2 separate regions of the Bicyclus anynana genome follow, and region 2 is linked to region 1. A link is a contact called in public Hi-C data. All regions are on one chromosome and are shown on one strand. The core of a region is the stretch at or near the end of the contact, and the rest is flanking DNA. Distances in the headings are between cores, read along the strand shown.

What was found. Hi-C and Micro-C count contacts between places; a contact is called where the count stands out from the background.
Region 2: a Hi-C map of whole body shows a contact between it and region 1, with 4 times the contacts expected there. The contact joins two enhancer-like sites. A contact is called at or near these places in 2 of 2 Hi-C or Micro-C datasets (whole body and whole larva).

The regions. Positions count from the first base shown.
Region 1 is chr21:7,076,579-7,081,262 of ilBicAnyn1.1, reverse strand. No RefSeq gene overlaps it. Among protein-coding and RNA genes, the nearest start is that of LOC112057507, 21 kb to the right of the region's middle. Within about 2 kb of position 1,927, at least 2 of the 8 cell types and tissues checked have open chromatin away from gene starts, as enhancers often do.
Region 2 is chr21:7,245,957-7,250,640 of ilBicAnyn1.1, reverse strand. No RefSeq gene overlaps it. Among protein-coding and RNA genes, the nearest start is that of LOC128199267, 21 kb to the right of the region's middle. Within about 2 kb of position 2,445, at least 8 of the 8 cell types and tissues checked have open chromatin away from gene starts, as enhancers often do.

The DNA of each region.
Region 1 (4,684 bases), core at 678-3,177:
GTTAGATGTGAAAAGACAAAGTCTAGTTTCGACAACCGGTTCCTTTTGATGTTGGACCGCTATATGGGTCATCAACGGTCATATTCCACCGTTTTGGTGTTAGTTTCGGATTGATTTTACCGGGAGATGTTCGTGTGATCATATTTTTGAGTTTTTTTTGGATATATTATTTCGAAAGTTTGGTGTAGACGCGGCCTCAAAATTTCAAATTGTTCAGGTAATGATCTATTTATTTAAATTATCGAACTTTCTGCCAAAATAGAATTTTAAGTAATTGTTATTGAGGTAAAAAAAATCAATTTTTAAAAGGATTTTCACCCTATTGATGTTGATTAGGTAGTTGTTCATACGTACAGATCGAACCTCATTATTTGAAGTCTGTCAAATTAATAAAAAGCAAGCGCCTATTTCATTTAAATAATTATTTGATTACATACTAGCGGACACCTGCGACAGAGTAAAGATTTACTGTGCCTGCGAGAACAATATTTTTTTTCAGAATAAAAACTCCCAAAAAATAAAGTAATATAAGTACTCTGTTTTGCTCCAAGGTCATTGTCGATTGAGATTAAATTTAATTATCTCTTTACCAAATTTCATCCAAATCGGTTTAACTTTAAAAAGGTAACTTTCGCATTTATAATATTAGTTTAGGACCTCTACCTCCGATATGGGTTTAAATAAGGTCCAGGGCATTCACCTCCAACTTTTCAGTTGTGTGCATTTTAAGAATTTAAATACCACGTATCACAAATGGTGAAGGAAACCTACATACCAGTGAATTTTCTTTATTCTCTGCGTGTGTGACCTGTGAAGTCTGCCAATCCGCATTGGGACAGCGTGGTGGACTATTGGCCTAACCCCTCTCATTCTGAGAGGAGACTCGAGCTCAGCAGTGAGTCGAATATGGGTTGATAATGATGATGATATTAATTATTATCAATTAAGTACGTCTTTGGTGAAACATCTCGTTGGTCCAGAAGTTAGTTAGGCACGGGTTCGAGTCCTGGGTCAACAATGAAATGAAATGAAAAAAACTGAGCTTTTGTTTCTATTAAGAATTATTCAGTAGTTCCTCAGCCCGGAGTTGGGAAGTCGAAATCGAAGAGAAAATAGATACCTATAGATACCTATAGTGCATTCGAACAATGTGTGTAATGTGTATTGCCATATAGTAGGTATAACCGATTGGCTATGCGCATCGGATCGGAATGAAAAAAGTTGGAGTTCTGTCTTTTGGTCATTAAATTACTAATGCAAAGCAATTCCAACTGCTAGAGAGGTTATCATAATTATGAGTAAAAAATAATACCCACATAGATACGTTAAAATATTTTATTATTAACTTTTTGAACTAGAGTTTCACAATTAGAACACACACACACTAATGCATAGTGTCGATCTATATGGGTAATGCATTTTTTAAAAGGGCTTTTATTATAAAGGTGGATATTTTCAGAAAACGACCATGTTGTGATAATTAATCAAAATTCATCAATCATCATTATCAACCTATATTCGGCTCACTTGAGCACGAGTCTCCTCTCGGAATGAGAAGGGTTAGGCCACGATGGAATTATGAAAATTCTCAGGTTTCCTTACAAAAATACCTTCACCGTTTGAGTTTAAATATCCTCCACGTGATATTTAATTTCTTTAAATTCAGTATTCGTAACTAGTAATAAATAATAGGCAACATAGGTAGCCGGTATTTATATTTATACAATGCACCCCCAAAAAAATCTAAAGAAATCTTTACCAATCGTGGGTACCGCAATTTGAGTATCGATTTTGGGATCCCCTTTCTCCTATTATTATTTTTTTACATAACAAAGAAAATATAAAGGAGGAGTTTGCAAGGGCAGGCGCCCCTCGCGCGACATGCGTCTGTGTGCGTCGGTGTGTTGCGGATAGTGCCGCGCGCGTGTGTGCGCGCAACTTTGAGACGATCGACGGAGCCACGCGAAATAAGGGGTGATTTGTGCACGGATCGATATGATTTGATACTTGCGTAGATTCATCATCATCATCATTATCATCTGGTCAACGGTTCCAACTGAAAACCAGCGCTGCATGCTCTTTTTATTTAAAGAGTATGTAGCATTATGCTGAGTTGGATCCCTTTACTGGGTTGTGCCACACATCGCAGGATATTGATAAAGAACAAATTGTGTTCTGTGGCATAATTCTCTAATAAAGCTTTTTTCTTTTCTTTCTATATTTGGCTCACTGATGAGCCCGAGTCAAAAATTCAAAAATTCAAAATTCATTTATTTCAATTAGGCTCATTTTACAAGCACTTTTGAAAGGTCAGGATTATGTCATAATTTAATTTAATCTAATGGTGGTAATAATAGTCAATAACTTAAAATTAAACTTACGAGGGTTCCAAACGCTCCTTGGTCCGAGAAGAGCCCACAACAAACTCAGCTAGACGTCTCTTGTCAGAATGAGAAGGATTAGGCCAATAAATAGTCCACCACGCTGGCCCAATGCGGATTGGCAGACTTCACACACGCAGAGAATTAAGAAGAACGTGGCCTCTATCTAGGTCTGCCCTAACGTTATTGAGGTGTGATGGTGTTTTAACCGACTTCAAAAGAAGTGTAATATTGTTAGAATTGCATTAAAACTTGAATAAGCTACATAGCGGATGCTGCTTTGTAAGGAAACTATTAGTACATACCCAGCTAGTAGATCAAATTAAAACTGGTTAAATATGAACAACAGGAAGGTCCTTGAAACCCGCTAAAATATCAAAAGTTATCATTCCCTCTATAAGAAAAGAGGGGCCGAAGAAAGCGTCTCTTAGCTTCTCCCCTTCTTGCACGCACACGACTGGTTTATGTTTTAAAAATACTATACACACATAGGCTCAGCTATCAATAGATTCATTAGACGCATTTCTTTGATACAGCCGTGCTTTTAGCGAACTCTCGACAAGTTTCCACTTGCGAAAATCATACACAGAAACACGCAATTTTGAATCTTAACGTTTCCTGAATAAGGTGTACAAAAACAGAGATAAAGGCACAAGAAGATTTGCTGAGGAGTAATTGCGTCTTTACTTGGTGATTTTTTTTTCTTTACCCTTTTTTGCGAGGGCTTTAAATGGAAGTAACCCTGCATCGTGATCCGTTTGATGTACGTCTTGCAAGAATAAATGATGGGGTTTGGATTCTGTAGGTCCAATAATATGCGATTCTATAGCTGTGGCCCATGGTTTTACACGCGTAAATACCATCCCTGTGGGAATCAAGATAACAAGTAGCTTAATGTGTGCAAAACTAAACCGACCGACTATAAATCTATTTATATTCTAAAGGAGCCATTTTACAGAAATAAAATAAAACAACGAAATATATATTTTATAATAATTAATCAAAATCACTAAAGATAATTAGAAATCACATTTGGTAATTGTTTTTTAAATGTGTGTGTTTTTGTGGAAATCGTGTTTCTTTTTATACTAGAGATACTTGTCCATGTTTTGATTAAGCAACTGACAATGAAATTCAAATTAGGCCCGTCCTAATCTGACAATAAACTAATTTGGACATTGAACCTTTTATGTATGTTAGTTGAGATATAAGAAATTGAGATTTTAATGAAACAAAATGTCATCCGGTGGTTACTGACAACCCTTCGTGGATATCATACAGTTGGTAGATGACATCTCAGTTGTTGTTAACAAATAGTAATACCTCAAAATAAACATTATTTGTCTATTTTAAATGCCTGCAATAATAATAAAATAAACATTAGTTGATATTTTTATCAACATCGAAGATCGTTACTTATTTTCTAAGTAATACTTTTTGGAACGTATAGCATAGAATCTATAGTCTATACTAATATTATAAAGCTGAAGAGTTTGTTTATTTGATTGAACGCGCTAATCTCAGGAACTACTGGTCCGATTTGAAAAATTCTTTCAGTGTTAGATAGCCCATTTATCTATGAAGGCTATAGGAGAAAAATTGTCCCCGTAATCTTAAGGGAACGGGAACCACGCGGGTAAAACCACACGGCGTCAGCTAGTACAGTATATTAATACAAGAATTTATAGGTGGACTACCCTAAGTAACAGACCATCGATTTCAATATTAGAAATCTGATAACCACTGGTTGTAAGGAATGCGAAGGGGACTACACCGCAAGTATGACGCACATAAACATAAATCCGTATTATTTATGCGAGCTGGAGGAATATTATTTATTGGTTACGTTTGAAGTACTATACAAGTATACTTTCCACGTGTTGGTATAATCGTGAACGTTAACATGTACCTACAGGGAGTATTTTCTATACGGTTGACAAGTCCACTTATAGGATATCTGCCGGCCTCCGTGGCGCAGTGATATGCGCGGTGGATTTACAAAACGGAGGTCCTGGGTTCGATCCCCGGCTGGGCAGATTGAGATTTTCTTAATTGGTCCAGGTCTGGCTGGTGGGAGACTTCGGCCGTGGCTAGTTACCACCCTACCGGCAAAGACGTACCGCCAAGCGGTTTAGCGTTCCGGTACGATGCCGTGTAGAAACCGAAAGGAGTGTGGATTTTCATCCTCCTCCTTACAAGTTAGCCCGCTTTCATCAGGTGAGATTGTAGTCAAGGGCTAACTTGTAAACAATAAAAAAAAAAGGAGCCGAACTGCATAACTATTTTTTTAACTAAAAAAAAAC
Region 2 (4,684 bases), core at 1,196-3,695, 170 kb before region 1:
TTTTAAAAATTATAAATTTAATATACTTAGGTTTACGTTATAGGGTAGATGTAGGGGTTGGGTAGGGTTGGGGTAGTGGTAGGGTAGGGTAGGGGTAGTAGTAAAGTTGACATCGACGCGGACGAAGTCGCGGGCGTCCGCTAGTTATAGTATATGTCAACAGCCTAGACTGTCAATAGATTAGTCTATAAATACAAGCCTTGGACAAGAGAGGGGCAGTTGCACTTGGGTTATACAGTAGTGCGGGTAACTAAGTAGATATAGTGTTCAACTCAGAGGAAGTAATTAACAGAGTAATCATCAGAGAGTACGCAAACATTACAGTGATGACTTTTCACGTTTATTCAAGAATTAAGATTATAAAAGGCAACGTCTGTGGTATTGTAGGGGTAATCTCTGTATCTACTGAACTGATTACTAAAATTCTATTACCACTAGAAAGCCACGTTATTTGTGAGTGTCATAGGCATATATACTATGTCCCCGTTTTCTCACGCGAACGGGAACTACACGGCTGAAATCGCAGGGCGTCGGCTTGTGTAATTACGATTGTACTTGTAGCAATAAATATTACGCATGTATCTACTGTCTTCAGCTTACGATTTTTTTAGGGTTCCGTATTTTTAATATAACAGTTCCTATTTAGGTAATTACATAAACTATATCAATTGTAGATACCGCTTAACTATGAAAGAAATGAAAAAAAAGAAAGTACGATTAAAGAGTTTTAAAACCGAAAAAACTGTTGTTTCATTTGCTAACTCCCGCAACGAGCGCGCTTACAAAGCTTAGCTTAAGCTTAATTTCTATGAATAACTTTAATTTTCGTTTTATTTACATATTTTTTAGCAAAGAACTTAAGTTAAATATTTTTTTGAGAATAAGGAGATCGCTTCTCTATTACTTAGCAATCAACATCAGATTCTTTACAAGTTAGCCCATGACTACAATCTCACCTGATGGTAAGTGATGATGCAATCTAAGATGGAAGCGTGCTAACTTGTTAGGAGGAGGATGAAAATCCACACCGTTTTCGGTTTCTATACGGCATCGTACCGGAACGCTAAATCGCGTGGCGGTACGTCTTTGCCGGTAGGGTGGTAACTAGCCACGGCCGAGGCATCCCACCACCCAAAAAAGATTTCAGAAAGTATAAAAAAATATCTACCTAAATGTAGAATAACACTTCTCATTTTTATTAATATTCATCATTATCAGTCTATTCCAACGGCCCACTTCAGGGCCAGGGCTTTATAGCAGACTGTATATGGAGCTAAGACCCGCCATGCTGCCCCAATCCGGATTGGCAGGATGATAATGTAATAACTCTTTAACGACCATTAGTAGAATATGTTAATGGTATAATTACTATTTTTAGTCCTTAGGTAATACTTGGTCGAACTTGCGTAGGTATAGATCGACAGTAAGTAAATTTTGTATTTGCGTAAAAAAAATATATTTAAATTTAATGTGATATTTCTTGTTAAAATGATTTACTTAGTTTTTAAAGCATTCATAACAAAATGTATGTTATAAATCGTTACGCTCGTTAAGTAATTTGTTCAATATTTTGTTTAAATAAATTACCATAACTACTGCATGATAATATCACAATAATATGCAAAAACCATTAGTTTCTGCTTGTACTTCAATAATTCCATCCTGTTTTTCATTATTTGTTTAACTGCATAATTAATCTAAATTATATTCAGTAATGATGTTCGGCGCACTCATTAGCGTCAACATTCAGCGCTAAGCGCGTCGAAGCTGCAACTCCAAGCTCGCGATTGGAGCGCCACCGTACTAATTTTTTCATAACTAAATTGCTCGGGAAAAAAATAGCGCCAGCAACGGCATCTCTTAGCGGGAGGGGGAATTTTTCCCGCGTCGGTCATAACACCCGGCCACGTGCATTTGTTTTGGTTGGCTTTTTTCTCAAAAAAAGATAGCATACATAAACCTCACCTAGCCGCGTCGTAGGTGCGCCAAGCAAAATGGTTGTCGTTTTTTTCTTCTCTTTTCAGCCATCTGTCCGTCCTTTTCGGTCAAAAATGCGATCGTTATTTTCTGTTCCGGTGCGAGTGTGTGCGTTTCGCGACCGACGCTGAAGATATACGCCACGCGGGCGCGCTCTAAAATACTCGCTATCCGCGAGCAGCAAAGCGGACATTCGCGTGTGCAAAAATCCGTCTTACGTCTAATGGTCGGCGGAGAAAAAATAGAAATATAGGAGGCACGGCGTGCACGATAAAGAGAGCGGGAGTCGTTAACGATTCTGCGCCGGAAAGTTGCGCAGATTGCGTTTTTGGTGCTTTTTTTGGGGGCAGCACCTCACACCAACGGGTGTTTTTTGTGCCTGTCTTTTTCTCGCACGCAGTCTCACTCCTTGGCTGCGCGTGTGTGGGTGTACGCGGGTGGCGACGCGTCTGTGTGCAGTGTCGGGGGCAAGCACCTAGTACTAGATTTTTGCGTGCAAACGTCCTAGATAGCTGATCGCCCGCGTATACATAGACACGGTATATAATGAGATGTCACCGCTATAGAGCGCGTACATAGAGCTATGCAATAACGCGGGCAGGTTGCTATTCACGTTGATTAATCACAGGCTTACATAATTGTTCTATATAAAAATATATTCGCCGGCAAATAGCAACTGCATTTTGGTAAAATAAAATGAAGCTGGAACTGTTTACAGCGTTTAGATCATTTTGTTTGACTAATTGATTGCATTCCGTTTGCCGTATTGAAATTATTGTGAAAAGCTTTGAAAAGCTCTCTGATTGAAGGTTTGTTTACATATTTGGAAAGATACATTCGCAAGATTAATTTGTTTGTATAAGAATATTATTTGAATAGGTATATATTTATCTACCTAAAAAGAAAATTTTGCTGCAGAGAACGTTGCAGTCGGAAATATGAAATAGATACTTAACCATCTAATTTTATAGGAAAATATATCACTTAGGGAGCTTAATTAAAAAAAAGAAATTACCTGTGCTGATAAAATAAATATAATTTTTAATCTTTTATTAATTATTTATTATTAAATATTTGCATACTTATAAACAGTGATCCTTACGACATAACAACATCTACTCGTATGTATAACAAAATGTAATGTTTCTTGCGATTATATGACTCCGATTCTGATTCTGACCAATGTTTATATTTATGATAAACTCAGACCAATTACCATAGGACCTGACTTGCCAAACGTTACCCCTTTGTCAAAAGTATATGATTACGATCTAACACTGATCTTCATATGATCACATATGATTTTTTATTATCCCTGCGACTCGCTTGATGTCGTCAGTCCCTTGATGGGGGATCGATAAACACTGCGCTTTCTTACACCGTGTGTGTATTACAATTTAAAGGAGATGGTCCAAAATTGTATGGAGCCAAGGATCAGTCATTGTACCCTAGCGGAAATAAAATATTTATTTTAACTATTTTTGATTATACAAATCTACGAATTTACTTTAATTCTTTCGAAATAATATACATTATCTCCCAAGAAATGCGACACTATTAAGGGTAATAATGGCGGATTGATGACGTTTTCAATGCAGTAATCGATTTGACGTTGGCTGTCAATTGTCATGTCATAGTTGCTTTAAGGGCGCCATCTTGATAAAACTCAAAAACTTAGGTTTTTTTTTATTATTTACAAGTTAGTCCTTGACGGCAATCTCATTTGATGGTAAGTGAGGATGCAATCTATGATGGAAGCGGGCTAACTTGTTAAGAGGAGGATGAAAATCCATACCCCTTTCGGTTTCTACACGACATCGTAACGGAACGCTAAATCGCTTAGCGGTACGTCTTTGTCGGTAGGGTGGTAAGTAGCCACGGCCGAAGCCTTCCACCAGCGAGACCTGGACCAATTAAGAAAACCTCAATCGGCCCAGCCGGGTTTTAATTTTTTTTTATATAGTTACATTTTTTTTTTAATAAATTTTAATAAAATCCTTGTATTTTTTAAATTTCAATTATACGGGGTACAAGAGTGGTCCTGAAATGGACCTTTGTATTTGTGTAGTGATGTAACTCGTATAGTATAAGGACACAGGATATATTTATTGTTGTTAAATATTTTCGATGTGTGACTTTACCTGGTCCGTGCCAATTTTGTTGGTGAATTTGAGTGCGATACAAGTCCAAAGGTAATTGGTCTGAGATAGTATGTACAGTAACGGAGTGTTCGAACCTTTAGTAGCCCGGTGCATTTACTGGCGGACTCACGTGCTATAAATACTCCCAGACTTTATAAGGCATCGCACACGATTTTAATGAATAAAATATTTATATTTTATAAAGATTTTATTTTAAAGGAGATAATTCACGCTCCATACATTTTTGGGTTCTTTTTGAAAGTACGTACCGGCCAATAAAAAAAATACACGAGTCGTTAGAATTAGCCATTTGGAGCAATAGCTAATATGGCATAAAAGTTGTCGGGTGGCTCTGAACCAAGTTATACAGGTTCGACGATTCGTAATCGTCGAACGTAAATTGAACGAAACGTATCAGTTTTTTTTCTTAGCGTGTAATTTTAAAAATCGACAAAATGTATGGAAATAACGAATCGTGGAACCTGTATAACTTGGTTCAGAGCCCTCTTACAATTTTTATGCCATATTAACTACTAGCTGACCCCGCGTGGTTTCACCCGCGTGGT